Linked DNA regions of Ovis aries: all the other regions are linked to region 3. A link is a contact called in public Hi-C data. All regions are on one chromosome and are shown on one strand. Each heading gives the region's core, a stretch centred on a gene start, on an enhancer-like site or on the middle of the called end of the contact. The rest is flanking DNA. Distances are from core to core; before and after follow the strand shown.

Region 1 (2,867 bases), core at 294-2,793, 500 kb before region 3:
AACTTGATCCCACATGTCACAACTAAAGATCCTACATGCGGCAACTAAGACCTGGCACTGCCAAATAAACAAATAAAAAAAATTTTTAAAAAATGATTCACGTTTAGGAGCATGGAATGTATTTCTCTTTATTCAGGCTACATTTTAAATTCTAAAGTAATTTTTCATAGTTTTATTCACATAAGTCATATATTTCTTTTAAAGTATATTCTTAGATATTTAAAAATTTCCTTTGCTACAGTGAATGGAATTTTTTAAAATTATAATTTCTAATTGCTGGTATATAAGAATGTGTCTTAAAAAATTTTTTTTGTTTATAATTCTTTTACAGTGTTTTCTTAATTTCTGCTCTATAGAAAAGTGACTCAGTTATAGATATATACACATTCTTTTTCAGACACTTTTCCCGTATGTTTTTTTATAGGGTATTGGATATAGTTCCCCGTGCTGTCCAGTAGGACTCAGTTGCTCATCTGTTCCATGTCTAATAGCTTGTATCTGCTACTCTACTCTGCCCTTTCCCACCCCACCCCCACCTTGTCAACCGCAAGTCAGTTCTCTGTGTCTGTGAGTCTGGTTTGCAGATAAGTTCATTTGTGTCATCTTTTAAATTCCACATATACGTGATATCACATGATATTTGTCTTTTTCCGACTTACTTTAGTTAGAATGAAAATCTCTAGGTCCATCTACATTGCTGCAAATGGCATTATTCCATTCTTTTTTATGACTGCGTAGTTAGTCCATCACATACGTGTGCCACATCTGTATCCACTCGTCTGTGGGAGGACATCCGGGGCTCTTCCGTGTCTTGGCTTTTGTGAACAGTGCTGCAGTGAATGTAGGGGCGCGTGTATCTTTCCACATTGCGGGTTTCTCTGGGTGTGCGCCTGGAACTGGGGTTGCTGGGTTATTGTGGCGACTCTATTTTTAGTTTTTTTGTGGAGCCTTCTTACTGTTATCCATTGTGTTGGTGCCAATTTACATTCCCACCAGCAGTGTAGGAGCATTCCTTTTAGTTCCAAGAACATGTTTGTTTTTTTATATATTGTTTATTTTACTGGCTTAATTACTGAATTCTATTTTCATAGTTTTTCGGTTGCTGTGTTTGGGTTTTTGAGGTTGCTTTCTGGAGTATTTCCTTCTAGATTAGTGCCTTTTTATTCCCACTGTACATTTTGTGTTATCTCTTATTTAAAATGGCCACCATCTGCATCCATACACTATTTAAAAACAGTGGAGTTAAGGGGAGCCAACTATAGCCTGGTAGGTATTTCTTGATGTAGTGAAGCTTATAGCATAGACAATGGAAGGACACTGTCCCTTCTTCACCAGTTCCTTTTTGCAGCTTTTTCTCTGGTATCTCTTCCTTTTCAGTGTCTTACTAGTGTGAGTTCATCCTGATTTGCCAGGGGTTTCCCCAGTTTTAGCACTAAAAGTTTCATAATCTGAGAAATCCCTCGGTTCAGTTCAGTTCAGTAGCTCAGTCGTGTCCGACTCTTTGCGAAATCTGAGGATTGAGAAATCCCTCAGTGGCAGCCAAATGGGGACATTTGATCTTCCCAGCTTTTGGCTTGTGTCATTGCTAAAGCTTAGCCTGAGACCAAGAGTTGGTACAGGTAGTTTATTTGGAAGATGCAGCCAAGGAGCAGAGGTGAGGGGCCTGGGTGAGCATGGGAAGAAGGGAAAAGGTGCATTAGTAACGTCAGCACCGAGAGTACCTGGGACATCATCCTGCCTGGAACATTCTGGTGCGTGCGTGCTAAGTCGCTTCAGTCATGCCCAACTCTTTGGGACCCCATGGACTGTAGGCTGGCAGGCTTGTTGTCCATGGGATTTTACAGGTGAGAATACTGGAATGGGTTGCCATTTCCTTTTCCAGGGGATCTTCCTGACCCAGGGATCGAACCCACATTCTGGGTAGTGTTTCAAATGCCTCTCAGAAGGATCTGAGGAGTGACTGGGAGAGAGTCTATGCAGTTCCCCTCATTGGTTAACACTTGCCTGGGGGGTAATAAGAGCCCCCATGTGGGGGCTTGATGAAGCCTCTGGGGTCTGGAATGCTGGAGCCCCAGGGCTTGCTTGAGGCCAGGCACTGTGTGAAGTGGGGAGAAGCCCATGGAGGTCTGAAATGAAAGGGGGGCTGAGCAGTGTGAGCTGGGGAGCGGGAGGTGTGTACACGCGGCACTCGCGTGTGTCTGGAATCTGGTCTTTTACAGTCCTGTCTCTGGTATCAGTTCTTCACGTGTGTGCGTGTGTGCGTGTGAGACAGTCCCCAGGATGCCCTCTGAAAGTGGAGCACAGAAGAGCAGTCAGCTGACTTGCCCACTCCAGCCAGTTGGCTCTTTGTTAATCCAAGTGTGATTTCGACAGATGAGGTGCTCACCTTGAGGCTTCTCGTCAGCTGATACATGGCTTGCTTTCCTCTTCTTTGCAGGCTGGCAGCAAATGCGTACCGAAGAGTAAAAGTTTGTCTGGAGAAGGCAAACTAAACGATTGAGAAAGACGAGACGTGTGAAATTCAAGTGCAGCACAGTGTCTTTAATTAACTTGAAATTGCACTTGGAGGAACCACATGAATGCAAGTGTATGCTAGTGCAGCCGTTGACTGGAGGATGGGGTTGTTTTATTTATTCACTTCTAAATCTCTAAAGGTAGTTAACTGATTTCTGGTCGCACTGTGTCTTGGTTGCTGCGCGGGTGGGCTGCTCTCTGGCTGCGGTGCGCAGGCTTCTCCCTGTGGCAACACCTGCTGTTGGAGCATGGGCTCCAGAGTGCGGGCTTAGCTGCTCTGCGGCACGTGGGCTCTTCCCAGATCAGGGATCGAATCCCTGTCCCTTGCTCCGGCAGGCAGATCCTTAACTGCT
Region 2 (2,865 bases), core at 277-2,776, 350 kb before region 3:
CCCTGTTCTATATCCCAACTCCTTTGGAAAAACTTACTTTGCTCTTTTTCTAAATATCCCTTTCAATTTCTCAGTCTCCTAGACAGTTCAAACACAGATCCTCCCCAAGAGAACATGGATGGTTTTGACTGCATTCGAATGAGAGCTTATACCATTATTTTATAATTTGTTTAGATAATCCTGTTTTCATTTGACGCAATCTGCACACCCAGCTTCCCAGGTCAACTGGTGCTTCCAAGCAGCTTTTCAAGTTTTCAAAAAAGTTAAAATCAGCAGTTTTTTGAGAAGGATGTCAGAATCACATGCTTATGCTCAATTTAGAACAGTTTGCAAAGGTCCTATATGGCTCATATATAGGTCTCTTTACAAACTTTCATTAATATATTTTGATATGTGGTTGGCAGATTTTCAAACACACCATTTGAAAGTTTATCACGCTAACACAATATTGTAAATCAACATACACTCCCATAAAAACTTGATCATGAATCAAAGCCCTCAAAGAAAATGGAAAAGGACTTTATTTTTAAAAAATGTTAACTTGAGAAAGGGTGGAGGGTCAACATGAACTTGGACATTTAAAGACACTAACTGATTTAAGAAGCAAAGATTTTGGGAAGCCCTAAGACCATAAAGCGATCAACACAAAAGACATCTGCCAGGGCGGAGGCGACCCGAGGTCAAGGCCAGTTAAATCTGATGCAATCAGAAACTTAGGCCCGTTTGACATTTTTTATGAGGTGACAACCCCCTAACACCATAATCTCGCCTTTCAGGTTGATGACACAGGACTTAATGAGTCAAAGAAAACAACTTCAAACCTCTCTTTTGAACATGCATTGTCTATTTAGGTTAAAGGTAGATTTGGAGATCCTATTAGCTACTGGCACAACTGGGAAAAGTCATGCACACACACACGCACGCACACACGCACACACACTTCAAAGCAAGTAGTTACGTAATGCTAGCAGTGTCTGTTTCTACTCAGCCTCAAAAACAGGACCGAAGCCAAAACTAACAACCCTCCTGCTCATTAGAGAAAGAAAAATGTCTTCTTCCCCAAGTGGCCCCAACAGGAAGCTGAAATCAACTGCTCTCAGAAACCCACTGCTTTCACGCTCCACAGAAGGTCTGGGGGCAAAGGCGCTCGGAAGAGAGCTGCCGGACAGCCACGCGGACAGCATACCTGGGCTCAAGGGGGACCCCGCACACGGTCACCCAGAGTCCTTTTCCTTGCGGCCACCCGGCTCGCACACACAGCTGGTTACCTTTGCACTTCTTCTCCTCCGTCTGGAAGGCCTGGGCGCTGGGCGCGCTCTGATCGCTCACGTCGTCGTGGTCCAGATGGAATATGGAGCTCGTCCAGGAGGCCTGGATGAGGGGCGACTGCTCATGTTTCAGGGGCCCGCGCCGCTCCGGGTGGCTCTTCCGATGCAGGCAGGCTTCAGACATTCCCACGAGCTTCCACTCCGGCTCGCCGTCGGGACAAGGCTTCGGCTTGTCCCAGGCTGGAAGGCCATTTTCTGGAGGGTTGAAAAACACGACATGACGGGGCTGTTGGCATGGTCAAGACGGGGCCGAGAGGAAGAGGTCCGGGAGGCAAGCGCTTCCCGGGCTCGTGGGGGCTGGCCGCGCTCCCGGGCCCTTCCACCCCACGGCGGCGATAAGACGCTCGGGGAGCGGCCTCGGGCTCCGAGTCCCCCGGCGCTGCGCTGCCTGCGGAGGAGTTAGCGCGTTTCCCCCGATTTTAGCTCCTAGGAAGACATCGGCTCCTCCACGGGAGGGCCACCCTCTCGCCAGCCCCGCTCCCGATGGCAATGGCTCGGGAGCAAGTGGGCACCAATTTATGATACTGCTTAGATGACCATGTGAGGTCTCGAGGGTCAGGGCTGGCCGTGGACACTTTTCAGATCCTCGGGACGTACAACGTCCGGGATGCGGCCTTGTTTGACTTGGGTGTTATCACCGGCTGACCTGAGGGGCACCCTGTTCCCTGAGAGGGCCGTGCCACGTGGCTACATGAGCGTGACAACTCGGGCTCCTTTGGCACCTTCCACTCCCAACAGGCTGGCATAAGGGGCTGGGTCTTCCAAGGGACACTGTGTCAGTGGTTTCCATGTCCTCCCGAACAGGCGAGATGAGATGAGAGGAGGTCAGCAGACTGCGCTTTAGTTGCGGGGCAAATTAAGAGCTCTTAGGACAGAAGGAAAAGCCCCGCTCTCTTGCGCTGAGATACAGGCAGTTAACGCTTTCTGTGTGTGATGCTCTTTCCTCTACTCAATCTCAAGGGGCTTGAAGGTCTGCCCTCTAGAGAGTGGGAAACAACTGGATAAGATAATGAAAACGTTCTCACACCAGCTTTCCCTGGGGGCAAATTTTACCTCCTTGAACATCTTTTCTGAACACGGATGCAAGGAAGAGAGTGAAAAGAGTAAGCTAATATAGATGATTTGTAGACGCATTCACGTTAAAAAGCATAATCCATCTGGTCACCCATACTTCCAGAAATTCTGTCTGTCAAAATAGGAAAAAAACACAAATAGAATTCTACTTTTAAGTGATTAGAGACAGTGATGGAAAGATTAACTGACAGGTGAATTTTCTTTTATGCTGAAATGACCCAAGGACTGTAGATAGCATATCGGACAAGGCCCACCCTGATCTATGCGCAGTACTGGGAATTGAAAGCTGCTTTTCAGACGTTTAAGGTAAATTTTAAACTGTTGAATGCAAGAGTTAAACCTGCTTTCGGTTTTCACCAGCCCCCTCTGTCAAGCTGCTAGATGTCTTCAGAGACGTTGGTTAGGGTGGTTTGTCTAAAGGCGTCATCTGCTCCCAGCCCCCTTTGGAAGCTGCGTTTACCAT
Region 3 (2,766 bases), core at 169-2,668:
CGCGCGCTCGGCGTGGCCGCTCGCACCCCGAGGGGTTCCCGCGGCACCCCCGCCCGCCCGCCCTCCGGACAGCGGCGCTGTCGCCCCCGCACCCCCGCCTCCGCGCCGCCCTCTCGCCGAATTACCGGGGCGCTGGAGCCGGCCGGGTGGGGCGCCCCCGCCGGGGGAGGCAGCCTGCGGGCGCTGCCCGAGCGCTGGAGCTGGAGGGCCGCTTCCCCGGCGCGCTCGCCTTATCCATGCAAAGTTAATCCCCGCCGCGTCACGGCCGCCCGCCCGAGGACGCGCGCCCGCCTTGGCCGAGCCCCGCAGTCTCCACCCTCCTCCGCCCCCTCCTCCCGGCGGCGGGGTCCCGGGAGCGCGTCCTGCGAAATGCCAACTCCCCGGGCGCAGAGGGGCGGCCGGGCCGGGGCCGCGCCGCCCGCCGGGGCCGCTCCACTTTTATAGGCGCGGGCGGCGAGCGCGGCCCGGCCGCCGAGTCCCCGCCTCTCGGGCCCGCGCGCCCGGCCCGCTCCGGGCCGCTGCCCTGCTCCGGCCCCGGCGCCCGCGCCGCGCCTGCCAGCCGGTGACCTGGTTTCCCCTCCGGCCCGCCCGGCGGCGGCGGCGGCGGCCCGCAGCAGGCCGGCCCGGCTCCTCCCGGGGCGCCGCGAGGAAATGGCCTCCCGGCCGCGCGCCCGGGGAGCCCGCCGGCCCCCGACGCCCCCGCCCTCGACGCGCCCGCCGCGCCCGGCCCGCGCCCCCCGGCCCCGCGCGCCCGGCGCGCCCCGCGCGGCTCCCCGCCCGCGCACCTGCCGCCCCAGGTGCGGGCGCCCCGGGCCCCGTCCCGGCCGTGCCCTCCGCCCCGGAGTCCTCCCCCCGGCGGCGATGTCGCGGCCGTTTTGGTGGCCGCGCGTCCACCCACCCGGCTGCGTGCGCAGGGAGGTTCGGGCTCGGGCGTCATTCCTGTAGTCGGCAGAGAGGAAGGGACGGGGGCCGGGGACACGGGCCGGGAGGGGTGACTTCCAGAAGCCCCGGCTGCGCCGGGCCCCGGCCGCCGCGCTCCTCCCTCCCTCCTCCAAACCACTTGTGGCGCGTGTCGGGGCCGACGCGGCGCTCTGGCTCCTCCTGGGGCCTCGCTCCCGCCGGGCGTCTGGCGGTCCCCCCCATCGCCAACCCCAGGGCTGGAAGTTTGGGAAAATACCTGGCTTGCCCTTGAGGGAGGCACCCCTCCGCAGCACCCCGCACATCCTGGGAGCCCGGCGCGGGGTGCAGACCCCGCACGGGTTCCAGAAAGACCGCCTGGCTCGTTTGTCTTTGCCCGGGACACGTCCAAATAAAACCCGGAAGACAAAAATAATTTATACTCTTGAAAAGTCCTGCCCGAGTCAGATATGCACTTACAAAATCCACCCCCCACCCTAGTCCTGAAGGCCGAGGGTCCAGGCTGGCAGAAGAGGAGGCAGGCTTCTGCGGAGCTGGGCTAGAAATGTGCTTGTGAAAATTCTCAGTACCCAGAAAACGAAAATGCCATCGGTCAGAAGCTCGGGTTGCCAGAAAGCTATTTGAACGACAGGGTATAATGATTTTCTTACAGATAATATTAAAATAATTCCGACTTCATTATTCAGTGTACACATGTATTAACATAACCAACTGTTTTGACAGAGCTTTGACTTTTTTTTAAGCCTCAACTGTCTGAACGATGATTTATTGGAGAGTTTTCTAGATCTCCAGCCAGTGACGTGTGTGTTTTAGTCCCAATTCTTGTGAGCGTTCTGGGGAAAGGGACGAGAAGCCTCTTGACACAACTGTCAAGAATTCAGAAACTGCCCTGCTCCTGGCGCAGCGTTGCAGACCCCAGGATTCCCTGGCGAGACGGAGGGACCTCTCCCTTCAGACTCCACGGACCCGCTTTGCCCCTGGGTCCTTGGCAAGAAATCTGGGCTTTTTTTTTTTTCTTCATGCCGAACAAGGCGGCACCCTAGGACTTTCAGGGATTGTTCTCCTTTTGCAGGGAAGTTCCTGGGCTTTGCTCCAAAGCAGCCCAGGATGTTTTGGTTGGTTTGGAGGAAAGCTGTGGCGTCTGCACCATTTGAACCAAACAGGCGGCCCTCTGGTGGCTAACCGTGGGCGAGAAGCTGGCCACTGAGGGAAAAGCGTGCCCTGAGAGGCCAGCACGGTTGACAGCTGGCCTTCTCGGGGCCCTGGAGCCCCTGGAACTGCTTTGAATGGGCAGGAGGTGGGTGCTAGGTTCTAATCCGCTGGGACATTTTTTTTTTTAAATTTTATTGAAGTATAGTTGATGTAAAATATTTTATTTAATTTTTGCTGTACAGCAAAGTGATTCAGTTTAACACATATAAACACTTTTTATACTCTTTGCTATTATGGTTTATCATAAGATATTGAATATAGTTCTCTACACAGGATCTTATGTTTATCTATCCTATAGTTTGCATCCTCTTCAGCTGGGAGCTCACTTCCTTCTTAAGTAGGAAACGTCATACAGAGAACGGAATAGAATAAAAGCTGTCGCTTCCCTTTGGTCCCTGACTTTGTTTTTCTGATCTCATTTGGCCTGGAAACTTCTGAAATAAAGAGTAAATGAAAGCTAAATAAACAATGTGGTATTATTCAAGCAATTAATGAAGCAATGTTATATAACAATAAGTGAGGGTAATTTTTTTGGCCACACTAGTATGTGGGATCTTAGTTTCCGGAACAATCATCCCCTGTGCCCTGCTTTGGGAGCTCAGAGTCTTCACCACTGGGCCTCCAGGGAAGGCCCCA

The links. Hi-C and Micro-C count contacts between places; a contact is called where the count stands out from the background.
Region 1: a Hi-C map of muscle shows a contact between it and region 3, with 3 times the contacts expected there. The contact joins two enhancer-like sites. A contact is called at or near these places in 4 of 16 Hi-C or Micro-C datasets (liver, muscle and tail adipose tissue).
Region 2: a contact with region 3 is called in a Hi-C map of tail adipose tissue, with 6 times the contacts expected there. The contact joins the promoter of THRB here to the enhancer-like site in region 3. A contact is called at or near these places in 3 of 16 Hi-C or Micro-C datasets (hypothalamus, omental adipose tissue and tail adipose tissue).

The regions. Positions count from the first base shown.
Region 1 is chr26:41,284,632-41,287,498 of ARS-UI_Ramb_v3.0, reverse strand. No RefSeq gene overlaps it. Among named protein-coding and RNA genes, the nearest start is that of NR1D2, 54 kb to the left of the region's middle. Within about 2 kb of position 1,543, at least 7 of the 54 cell types and tissues checked have an H3K27ac peak or open chromatin away from gene starts, as enhancers often do. A contact at or near this core is called in liver, muscle and tail adipose tissue, where this site is marked.
Region 2 is chr26:41,142,364-41,145,228 of ARS-UI_Ramb_v3.0, reverse strand. It overlaps THRB (thyroid hormone receptor beta), which reads right to left and starts at 1,526. Exons shown (of 7, transcript NM_001190391.1): 1 at 1,269-1,526. The coding sequence starts at 1,526.
Region 3 is chr26:40,789,268-40,792,033 of ARS-UI_Ramb_v3.0, reverse strand. No RefSeq gene overlaps it. Among named protein-coding and RNA genes, the nearest start is that of TRNAS-GGA, 300 kb to the left of the region's middle. Within about 2 kb of position 1,418, at least 26 of the 54 cell types and tissues checked have an H3K27ac peak or open chromatin away from gene starts, as enhancers often do. A contact at or near this core is called in liver, muscle and tail adipose tissue, where this site is marked.